Linked DNA regions of Rattus norvegicus: region 2 is linked to region 1. A link is a contact called in public Hi-C data. All regions are on one chromosome and are shown on one strand. Each heading gives the region's core, a stretch centred on a gene start, on an enhancer-like site or on the middle of the called end of the contact. The rest is flanking DNA. Distances are from core to core; before and after follow the strand shown. Region 1 holds the start of Doc2b (double C2 domain beta). Region 2 holds the start of Vps53 (VPS53 subunit of GARP complex).

Region 1 (4,947 bases), core at 808-3,307:
TCTGATGGGTTTCAGGATAGCCAAAATGACTAGGTTTCTTCCCTCTTGGCCTTATGTCATCCCCTGAGCTGCTATGGCACCTGAGGGTGGCCCGTGCCTCAGGCACAATCTTTGTCCACCTGCTCAGACAGAATGCTGCAAATGGGAATGGCTTCCTATCCTTTCTTCCCAGGATGGCTCTGGACCCCACTAAGGGGGCTAACTGTGGTCCTACTTAGGGCCTCCTAGAGGGCCGCCAGCCTGGATCCTTGCTGAGAGTGCCAGGAACTGGGCAAAGAGTAAATCCAGGGCGCAGCTTTGCAGACTTTAATAAATGCAGCCCCTCTAGTTTCCCTCAGCCTGCAGGAGAGCAGAGGGCGGGGCCTGCGCCTCAGCCTTTATGCTTGTGGGTAGGGCCTCCATGTGCCCTGAGTTAGAGGGTCCAGGCCTAGAAAACACACAAAAGGCAGTGTTCCCTGCCCAGACTTGATCCACCTCTGTCGATGGGCTCCCTGAAGTGAAACGTGGAGTCTGTTCCCAGGGTGACACTGTGAACTCCCAGCCTCAGCATCCAAGGCACATGTTATGCTGGGGAACAGTCAGCCCCTAGCCCAGAGGCCCTGGGGAACGCCCAGACAAGGCATAACTACAAATGTTGTACGGAGGAGGGGCTGCTTTTGCCTTGGGGAAGCTGGTATGCTATCCCCCAATCCCACGGTCCCATGGCACCCATGACTAGGTTTTGAGGCTGGCTCTGTTTTTTTCTAAGTGAACCAGGATGACAGCTGGGCTGGGGCCCTTCCATGTAGTCACCCCCAACCCCAGCCCCTAGCAAATTCATGGGACGGGTGATGTGACTTCTTTCCTCCTTTGCTTTCTGGATGGTCCCTGGTGGGCCGGATCAGGCACCCTTAGGGACCACACAAGACACCAGAAGAGGTCCTGGCCTGGCTCAGGAGACCCTGTTGTCTGTTGTCTCCCTGGGGCTGAGTCCGTGAGGAGGGGGTGGCTAGGGACATTCCTGATTAGGGAAGCCGGCGTAACAGGTGGGCGAAGGTCCACGGCCAGGGCCAGCGGGGTCCGCGGATGCGGGAAGAGGAACCGCCAAGGTTTTTCCAAAGGACAAGCAGCCCCATGGTCCTGGTCCTCGGCCCCGCGCACCAGCAGAGCCGCGGCGCGGTATGGGCTGCGGGGCCCGCCCCAGTTACCGCAGGGTCCCCAGCTCTCCAGGTGGCCACCTCGGGACTGCCCGCACAGGGCTCTGGGGCCGGGAGGGACCGCGCGGCCCGCAGCAACTGGTGTCTCTCCGGGGCGCAGCTCCGCCCTTCCCGGGAACAAAAGCCGCCGCCCGCGCTGGAGCTCCCGGCGCGCGGGCCGAGAAGGAGTGCGGGGCGCGCCCCGGGGAGCGGAGGCCTGGAGACGGGGCGCCCCCAGAGGACGCCCCCAAACTTCCCAGCTCTTGTGTGCAGGTGTACTGGGCGGCGGCGGCGCTTGCCCTGCAGGGACCCGGGTGCTGGGAGGGGGCGCGCGGCCGGCGACTGGGAAACTTACTGCAGTCGTCTGACTCGTAGCCGTCGGCGTCCGGTTCGTCCTCGGGGGGCTTGGCCGGCGGCCTCACGGGGCTGGGTCCGGGGCTGGGGCCTGGGCTGGCACCGTAGGCTCCGAAGAGCTGGTCCACATCTTCGTCGTCGTCGCGGGCGCCGTCGGAGGGGCTGCGGGGGCCGGCGGTGGCTGCGGGCGAGCGCGCGGGGGCGTCCGGGGGCGCGGAGGCGCGGGGCGCGGCGGTGGGGGGGAGGCCCCGCGGGAAGCGGGGGAAGTAATCGGAGATCTGCTTGATAGGCCGGATGGGCCCGGGACACACGTCGATGGCCATATGCTCTTGGATGCTGATGGTCGCCTTCTCCCCGCGCCTCCGGAGGGTCATGCAGGCAGCGCCGCCGCTCGCGGCCCGGCCCGGCCCGGTATGACCCCGGCCCGGGGGTAAGTCAGCGGGTCCCGCGGGGCGCTGCGGGGGCTGCGGGCATCGCCGGTGTGGCCCCCGGACGGCCCTGACGCGGCTGCTGCCTGCTCGGCGGCGGCCGGTGCAAGTGAGTGCGGGGCCGGCAGCAGGGGGCGGGCCCAGCCCGCGTCACCCGGCAGCAACCAAGCGGTGAGTGTGCGGGCTGCGCGCGCGGGCGGGCGGGCGGGCGGGCTGGCGGGCACGGAGAGAGTGAGGGAGCGAGCGAGCGAGCCAGGAGAGCAACCACTTCCTCGCGCTCACAGGGCGCGCTCACACACACGGGAGGCGCGCAGGGCCACTCCGAGCCTTCCCTGACTTAGGGTCGCAGACTTGGCCCCAGCGAGCTACTCATTCCGCATGTGCCAGCCCATGAGGGGGCTGCATTCACTCTCGCGGGACAGGCGCAGGTGTGTGGGGCATTGCAAACACACACACACACACACACACACACACACACACACACACACACACACACACACACACACACACACACACACACACGAGACACTCAGTGAAAAAGATCACCCATTCCGGGCTACAGGCTACAGACACATGCAGTGGTGACAGATTCTGTGGCACGGTGAGCCTCCCCAGGATGTGCATACACACAAGAAACACAGGTTCTCAAGAATGCCCAGGGCACAGTCTTCCGTGCTGGGCCCAACAGAACCCATAGCCGTAGAAGTCATCTGGGGAATGAGGATATGAACTCCTCAAAAACCCCCTCCTTTGTAGATGCAGGTGGGCAAGCCACAGGATTACCTCCTCAGGAAGTCAGGTACAGGCTGTTTACATCCTAGCAGGACAAGTGTACCCTGGGCTGTCCCAGGACACTGCTGGGACAGTTTGCTCACTTTCTGTCAGGTCACATGCAAACAGGACCTAGGCCAGGCTCCTCACTCAGTCCCTGAGTGACTTGAAAGACCCAAAAGGACAGACTGGGTGAGGACTTGGACCAGGGCATGGTCAGGATGGACAGAGGGAAGCAGGCCAGGGAAGAGATCTCCTGGGGTGATGGTTGAGTTTGGGTGTAAAGGCTAGGTGCTGCCTGGCCCACACTTGTGCCTCCTGTGGTGGCCAGGCAACTAAGCAAATCCCTGCTGCCTCTCTGGGAACAGCTGTGCTGGGAACAGGCTGCTGCTTGTGCAGGTGCGGCTCCATAAGCCCTGGCCTGGTGTGGATGGAATCCTGTTTACTCCGGTTTTCACTGAGTCTGTGTGGGAGAGGCTTATCAGTTTTAGCTGTGTCCCTCTATTGTCAAGGTTCTCAACACGTGGGTTGTGACCCCTTGGCGGACCCTTTCACAGGGGTCACTTTCAATCATGGGAAAACACAGATATTTTTATATATGACGATTTATAACGGTAGGAAACTTACACTTATGAAGTAGCAATGAAAATAATTTTACGGTTGGGGGTCACCATAACACCAGGAACTGTACTGAAGGGTTGCAGCGTTAGGAAGCTTGAGAACCATTGCTCTATTGAGTCTAATATGAGAGTGTCAACCACTAGCTATATGCAAGGTGAGTACTGGAGCTAGGAGAGGAGAGGGCCTTCCCTATCGCTCTTAGTTGCATCATTCAGGTGGGGTCATTTGAGCCCCTGAGTCTCAGTCTTCTCATCTGTGAAATGGGACTAATTCTGATTTCCCAGCAGTGTGGTGAGGCCCTACATTAGCCTTGACAATGACAAGATGACAGGCATGAGGGACTTCACAAAACTGGATTTGTTTTCTTTCTTCCTGTAAGAGACTAGATTCACTGGTTTAAAAAAAAATGGAGAATTATGTGGTTTCTTTTTCCTCTTTTTGGTTTTCCTGTTTTCTTTGTGGGACTGTGAATTGAACGAGGTCTCTCTCTCTCTCTCTCTCTCTCTCTCTCTCACACACACACACACACACACACACACACACACACACACACACACACGGCACACTCTAACCAAGCTCTGGAGTTTTTATTCTGAGAAAGGATTTTGCTGCATTGCCCAGAAGGCCTGAACTCATTCTGAGGTTGATCTTGAATTTATGTCTAGTCCTCTTTATACTTCTTATACTGAGACAAGGTCCCACTCATTTGCTCATGCTGGCCTTGGACTCACCCTAACCCAGGCTGACCTTTAACCTCTGACCCCTCTGCTTCCGCCTCTTGAGGTCTAGATTATAGCCTGCTCCCATGGGCCTGGCTTTCCTGCTTGAGTGATTGATCACCTCCTATCTTTGGAAACCACGTCCTCCTCTGCCAATCACACCCCAGCCATCATTTCGCCCATTCTTTTACTGTCCAGCGTGGAGCCGGAGGTCCCATTTCACTCAGGAAATTGAGGCCCAGGCACAGAGATCAGATCAGGGGGACTGGTGGTTGCTGAGAACTGCAATTAAGACCTAACAGAGAGTGAATATGGTAGTAAATTCCAGTACTCAGGAGACAACAGCAGAAAGATTGTCACATGTCTGAGGGTAGCCTGGTCTATACAACCATGAGTTCTAGACCAACCAGAGCTATCCAGCAAGACCCCTTTTCGGTTCTTTTTTTTTTTGGAGCTGGGGACCGAACCCAGGGCCTTGCGCTTCCTAGGCAAGCGCTCTACCACTGAGCTAAATCCCCAACCCCAAGACCCCTTTTCAAACAATAACTCCCCCTACCCATGTTTCCATTCCCCCTTCTCTTGCCTCTCCTTCTTCACCCCTGCAGAGCTGAAGAGACTCAGAGTGGAGCTGGTTGCACAGGTAAAGCCTTGTTCTCCGCTGGGATCCCCATGAGGCTTCTTGGATGGGGTCAGCCAGATGGAGTGGGGGTGGGGGTTGAGGGGCCAAACTTCAGGGATTACAGGGGAATGAGCTGGCCTGGCAGTCTGGGTGCTGGGGAGCCCACTCAGCCTTCTTTACTTTTTTTTTCTTTTCTTTTTTTTTTTTCTTCCGGAGCTGGGGACCGAACCCAGGGCTTTGCGGTTGCTAGGCAAGCGCTC
Region 2 (4,947 bases), core at 1,104-3,603, 390 kb after region 1:
ACACATAAACTGTAAATAAGTAATTTTTTAAGAATAAAAATGAACGAACCAATATGACTTCTTAGAAAAGATGGTTATTAGAAGAGTTATGGCTTCTGTGATGTAGAGGGCAAGTGGAGGCAAAGCCAGTGAGAGGTGGAGCTTAGTAATGTCTTTGAAAAGTTTAGCATTTCACTTCTGTGCTGTACACCTATGGTGAGAATACACCACACGTACGTGTGATTACAGAATTAATTAAAAGCCCTTGGCAGAGGGAGTGCTGGGAACAGGGCCTGTCATTGTGAGCAGTATGAGGAAATGGGCTATCCACTTCCTAACTGCTCCCAGTTTCTTCATTCTTCTCTTCCTGTTCCTGGGTTTAATCCCAGGCATTAACAGATTTCACACAACACAGCCCTTGACTTAAGCTACTTCATCCGGTGACACCTATAGAGAGAATGTCAGGCTTCAGTGTTAGCAGAAAAATTCTAGATTTACCAAAAGATGTTAAGACACTGTACTTCATGGGTGGTTTAAGGAATTTCAAGGAGACACATGTACAGGTCATATACACATAAATACAGTAAAAATCTTAAAATGTTGAGAATTTTTGCAATTTGGGTGACACTGAAGAATATCCCTAAGAGTCCTCTCTTCTCAACAAGAAGGTTTTGGTGACTAAAGTCCCTTGTCAAGTATATTAAAATGTATGGTCATGATACTAGAAGTAACTGTGTAGGCCTCTGCATAGGGTTTTGTTCTTGATAAAGGGAGAAAGATCTTCCTTAAGGGAACTGACATGGGTTCACACTGTAAGAAAAAGCACATCAGGAGATATTGATATGGCTCAGTGGTAAGACACTTACTTACCTCATGTGCCAAGGATCTAGTTCAATCCTCCAATACTAATGGAAAGGAAGAGTGTACCTCACTTAGTGACTATTGCCCAAGTAAAATATTAATTCTACTAATAATAATTAGCGGGGTTGGGGATTTAGCTCAGTGGTAGAGCGCTTGCCTAGCAAGCGCAAGGCCCTGGGTTCGGTCCCCAGCTCCGAAAAAAAGAAAAAAATAATAATAATTAGCATATATGGACCATTAATACTTTTTTATTTGTTTCTCTGTGTATCCCTTGCTATCCTGGAACTCACTTTGTAGACCAGGGGGTAGGGAGATGTGTGTGTGTGTGTGTGTGTGTGTGTGTGTGTGTGTGTTATGGTCAAGAGTAGTTTTCTCCCTCTATTTGAGGGTCTTGGGAAAGAGACTCAGGTCAGCAGCCTTGGTGGCACAGTGCCTTTACCCACTGACCATCTCACTAGCCCTCAACCTTTTAATTATGGTAAAGAACTGTCTTAGTTTGCTTTACATTTCTGTGATAACACAGCATGACCAAAAACTTGGGAAGTAAATAATTTCTTTGGATTACAGGTTACAGTATATTATCAGGTGAAACCAGGACAGGAAATAGAGCAGAAACCACCAAGGAATGTTACTTACTGGCTTACTTTCCATGGCTTGCTCAGCTTGCTTTTCTATACAACTCAGAACCTGCTGCCCAGGGGTGGTACCTCCCATAGTAGGCTGGGCCATTCTACAGCATCAACCAAGAAAATGCCCCCACAGACTTGCCTGTGAGCCAATCCGATGGAGGCAATTCTCGACTGAAGCTTTCTCTTCCCAGATGACTCCAGCTTGTGTCAAGTACACACACCCATACACCAGCACAAGAGCCATTTTCCAGTATGCCTCCCCACACCCCTATTCGGTCATTTGTTTCCGCAATGAAAGTATCCCGCTGCCAATTCCAAAGCACTCCAAGAGCTTAACCTGAGAAATGGGAGAAGCAGTACTAGCTAGAAAATGAATGAGGTCTTAAAAATCTCCCATAATCCGAATTCTCCAGTCACAGGGCTCCTAGGTTCATCCTGTCAAAGAGTACATCTAGGCCCAAACCTAGCAGGGCGTGACAACCTCTAAAGAGCCTGGAGAAGACGTGTTTTGTCCCCGGGCTGAGAAACCCATTCCCACCTTCACTACCATCCAGACTTCCGCTCTAAATTCGAGCCACCACCTTTCCAGCCTAGAAGGGTGGATTCGACCCCGGCCCAGAGCCGCCCATTCCACCGTAGCACCCTCCTGAGGGGGTGGAGCGCTCACCTGCTCGATGGCTAGTTGCACCTCTGGCGTGAGCTGCAGCACAGCCTCCAGCTCCTCCACAAACTCCAGTTCCTCCTCCTCCATCATCCCGCCGCTCAGCCCCCGACGCCCTCTCCAACCCTGTCGTGATCTGTCTATCACCAGGACCCCAGAATTGCAATCCTCCAGGTACAGGGCTCGAGAAAGCCGCTACTCGCTCGTCTAGCCCGGCACTTCCGGAGAGTCGGGCACTTCCGGGAACCGGGGGACTCTGGGATAGCGGAGGACTGACTTCAGCCATGGCAGTCAAATCCCTGGAAAATCTCCAGATAACCCTTAACCACAGGTTCCCTGGCCGCACGCGGCGGGTTCTTAAGATTGGGAACCCTCCCCACCTCGCCCAGGGCGCGTCTCCCACCGGCGCCGTAGTGTCGCTGGAGAGCGGGGGCGCCCCAGAGAGCGGTTGGCCCCGTCAGTGTCTCAATGGATGGGCAGTAAGCCCCTCTGGCAACGAAGCCAACATACAACCCACTCGCTGGATCCCCTTGGTCTGGAACAGTCTGTGACCCCCTACCATAGCGGGTGAAATGACTCGCTGGTAAGTGGCGGTGTTGCCAAGGGCATATGAAGTTTGGGGGAGTGTCTTAGATAAGGATCCCCTGCGCAAAATTGTCTGAAGCCTCCTCACTAGGGTGGGGAGTAGGGGGGAAAATGACTCAACGCAGGAAAGTGTTTGATTTTTGAGACTGGACGTCCAAGCTGTACATCCTTGTTTACACCCTTGATAACCTTACGACCTTGAACAAAGTACTCCCATCTGCCCTGCGTACACTACGTTAGATGGGGTGAGCATTAAATATGGAAGTATTATGCAAACTTAGGCAGGTAGTACAGGAAATGTTAGGGTGTTTAGCCTCCTACATCACAAAAAGAGGAGCCAGATCGCCCTGTGGAACGGCTTTTCCAGCAGGTACTGGAACAATGAGGGAATTGCAGCCAAGGGAAGGGTTGCCTTACCAGTTTGACATTGTGAAACCCTCGACCAAGGAGTATCTGGCCCTGCTGAACTTTTTTTTTTTTTCTGACATATAGTTTTATCGAAATTTCTGCAGGAATAATATAATTTGCTCTTTTCATTAAAAAAAATTGCAGTATTAGGAATGGAATTTTGTTTTGGTTTGCCAAAAAAATGTGTAAGTAGTATAATTTTTAGCAACCAAAGAAACTGCTTAAAAAATATAATTGCAGAAGTGCAGAGGAGACATCAAGATGGCTCAGCCAGTAGAGCATTTGCTTGAAAAGCCTGATGCTTGAATTCATCCTTGGAACCCACTTGTTGGAAAGAGAGTCCTAACTTCCACAAGTTGCCCTCTGACCTCCACACATTCGGCACACACACTCACACACACACACACACACACACACACACATTGACTCATAACATTGTTTTGAAAATTATTTAATAACATGGGAATGTATACACAGTGTATTTCAGAAAGCAGAATATTTATTTTTTGAGAGCAAATTTGGCTGGGTGTGATGGTATAAGTCTATATTTAATCCCAACCCTTGGAAGATGGAGGGTAGGTGGATATGGAATTTACTTTCTCAACCAAAAGCAAATGACAAGGAAATATTTTTTCTTTATTTTCCCACATGTCTATAATGAACATACGGTAGTTTTATTATCAGAAACTATAGGTGCCGTCTGACTGTGGTAGCACATGCCTATAAATACCAGGACTCTGGGAACTGAAGCAGAAAGGTGGAGAGTTTGAGGCCAGCTGGACTATGTAATGAGATTCTTAAAAATCAAAAACAGGGTTGGGGATTTAGCTCAGTGGTAGAGCGCTTGCCTAGCAAGCGCAAGGCCCTGGGTTCGGTCCCCAGCTCTGGAAAAAAAAAAAGAAAGAAAGAAAAAATCAAAAACAAAGGCTGGCAAGATGACTGAGCCATTAATACTGCTTGTTGCTCTTCCAGAGGATCCAGAACCTAAGTTTAGTTACCAGCACTTTCACTGAGCAGCCGGCAACCATGGAACTCCAGCTCCACGGCGTCCAACATCCCCTCAGCCTCCAGGAACACCCACGCACATGATGCACATATACATAATTTAAAAATAAAGGGGATGGAGAGATGGCTTAGCGGTTAAGAGCACTGGCTGCTCTCCCAGAGGACCTGGATTCAATTCCCAGCACCCACATGGTAGCTTACATCGGTCTGTAACTCCAGTTCCAAGGGATCCAGCACCCTTTTATGGCTTCCTTGGACATCAGGCATGCACATGGTGTATACATTTATATACAGGCGAAACACCTATACACATAGAATTAAGAAAATAAAAATAAGACAGAAAGACGAAAGGGGGGTAGAGTGAGAAGAGAGAGAGGGGAAGGAAAGCGCATGTACCATTCCTAAAGACACATGCAGTTTTACCTAGTGTCTTATTTTTCTCTTTTAAATTAGATATAATTTGCATACCATGAAATTAGCTCTTTTCAGTTTCCAGTGCTGTGAGCTTTATTAAATGCATGTTGTCATCTCAGCACACCACAGTCCAATTGAGATATTTCCATCATCCCCTACTTTTCTTCACACCCACTCTATTGTCTGGAAATCTCTGGTCTGACTTTTCCGGAATGTCATATAAGTTCTACATGAATGGAGACCTATAGCATGTCACCTTTCGACTCTGTCTTCTCTCACTTAGCGTAATGGATCTGTGATCCATCCACATTATTATTTGTGTCATCAGTTTTGTTTCTTGCTCCTTTGATTTGTTTATCTACTTAGGTGATTTGGAAACATTGTTTTAAATTCTGAGAAGTTGTG

The links. Hi-C and Micro-C count contacts between places; a contact is called where the count stands out from the background.
Region 2: a Hi-C map of kidney shows a contact between it and region 1, with 4 times the contacts expected there. The contact joins the promoter of Vps53 here to the promoter of Doc2b in region 1. A contact is called at or near these places in 10 of 12 Hi-C or Micro-C datasets (the Rat2 cell line, Schwann cells, frontal cortex and 5 more).

The regions. Positions count from the first base shown.
Region 1 is chr10:61,149,476-61,154,422 of GRCr8, forward strand. It overlaps Doc2b (double C2 domain beta), which reads right to left and starts at 2,058. Exons shown (of 9, transcript NM_031142.1): 1 at 1,531-2,058. The coding sequence starts at 1,903. It overlaps LOC134480823 (a long non-coding RNA gene), which reads left to right and starts at 1,991. Exons shown (of 3, transcript XR_010055678.1): 1 at 1,991-2,128.
Region 2 is chr10:61,534,559-61,539,505 of GRCr8, forward strand. Vps53 (VPS53 subunit of GARP complex) reads right to left here and starts at 2,354. Exons shown (of 22, transcript NM_001105813.1): 1 at 2,137-2,354. The coding sequence starts at 2,223. It overlaps LOC103693391 (a long non-coding RNA gene), which reads left to right and starts at 2,476. Exons shown (of 2, transcript XR_594815.4): 1 at 2,476-2,713; 2 at 4,096-4,947.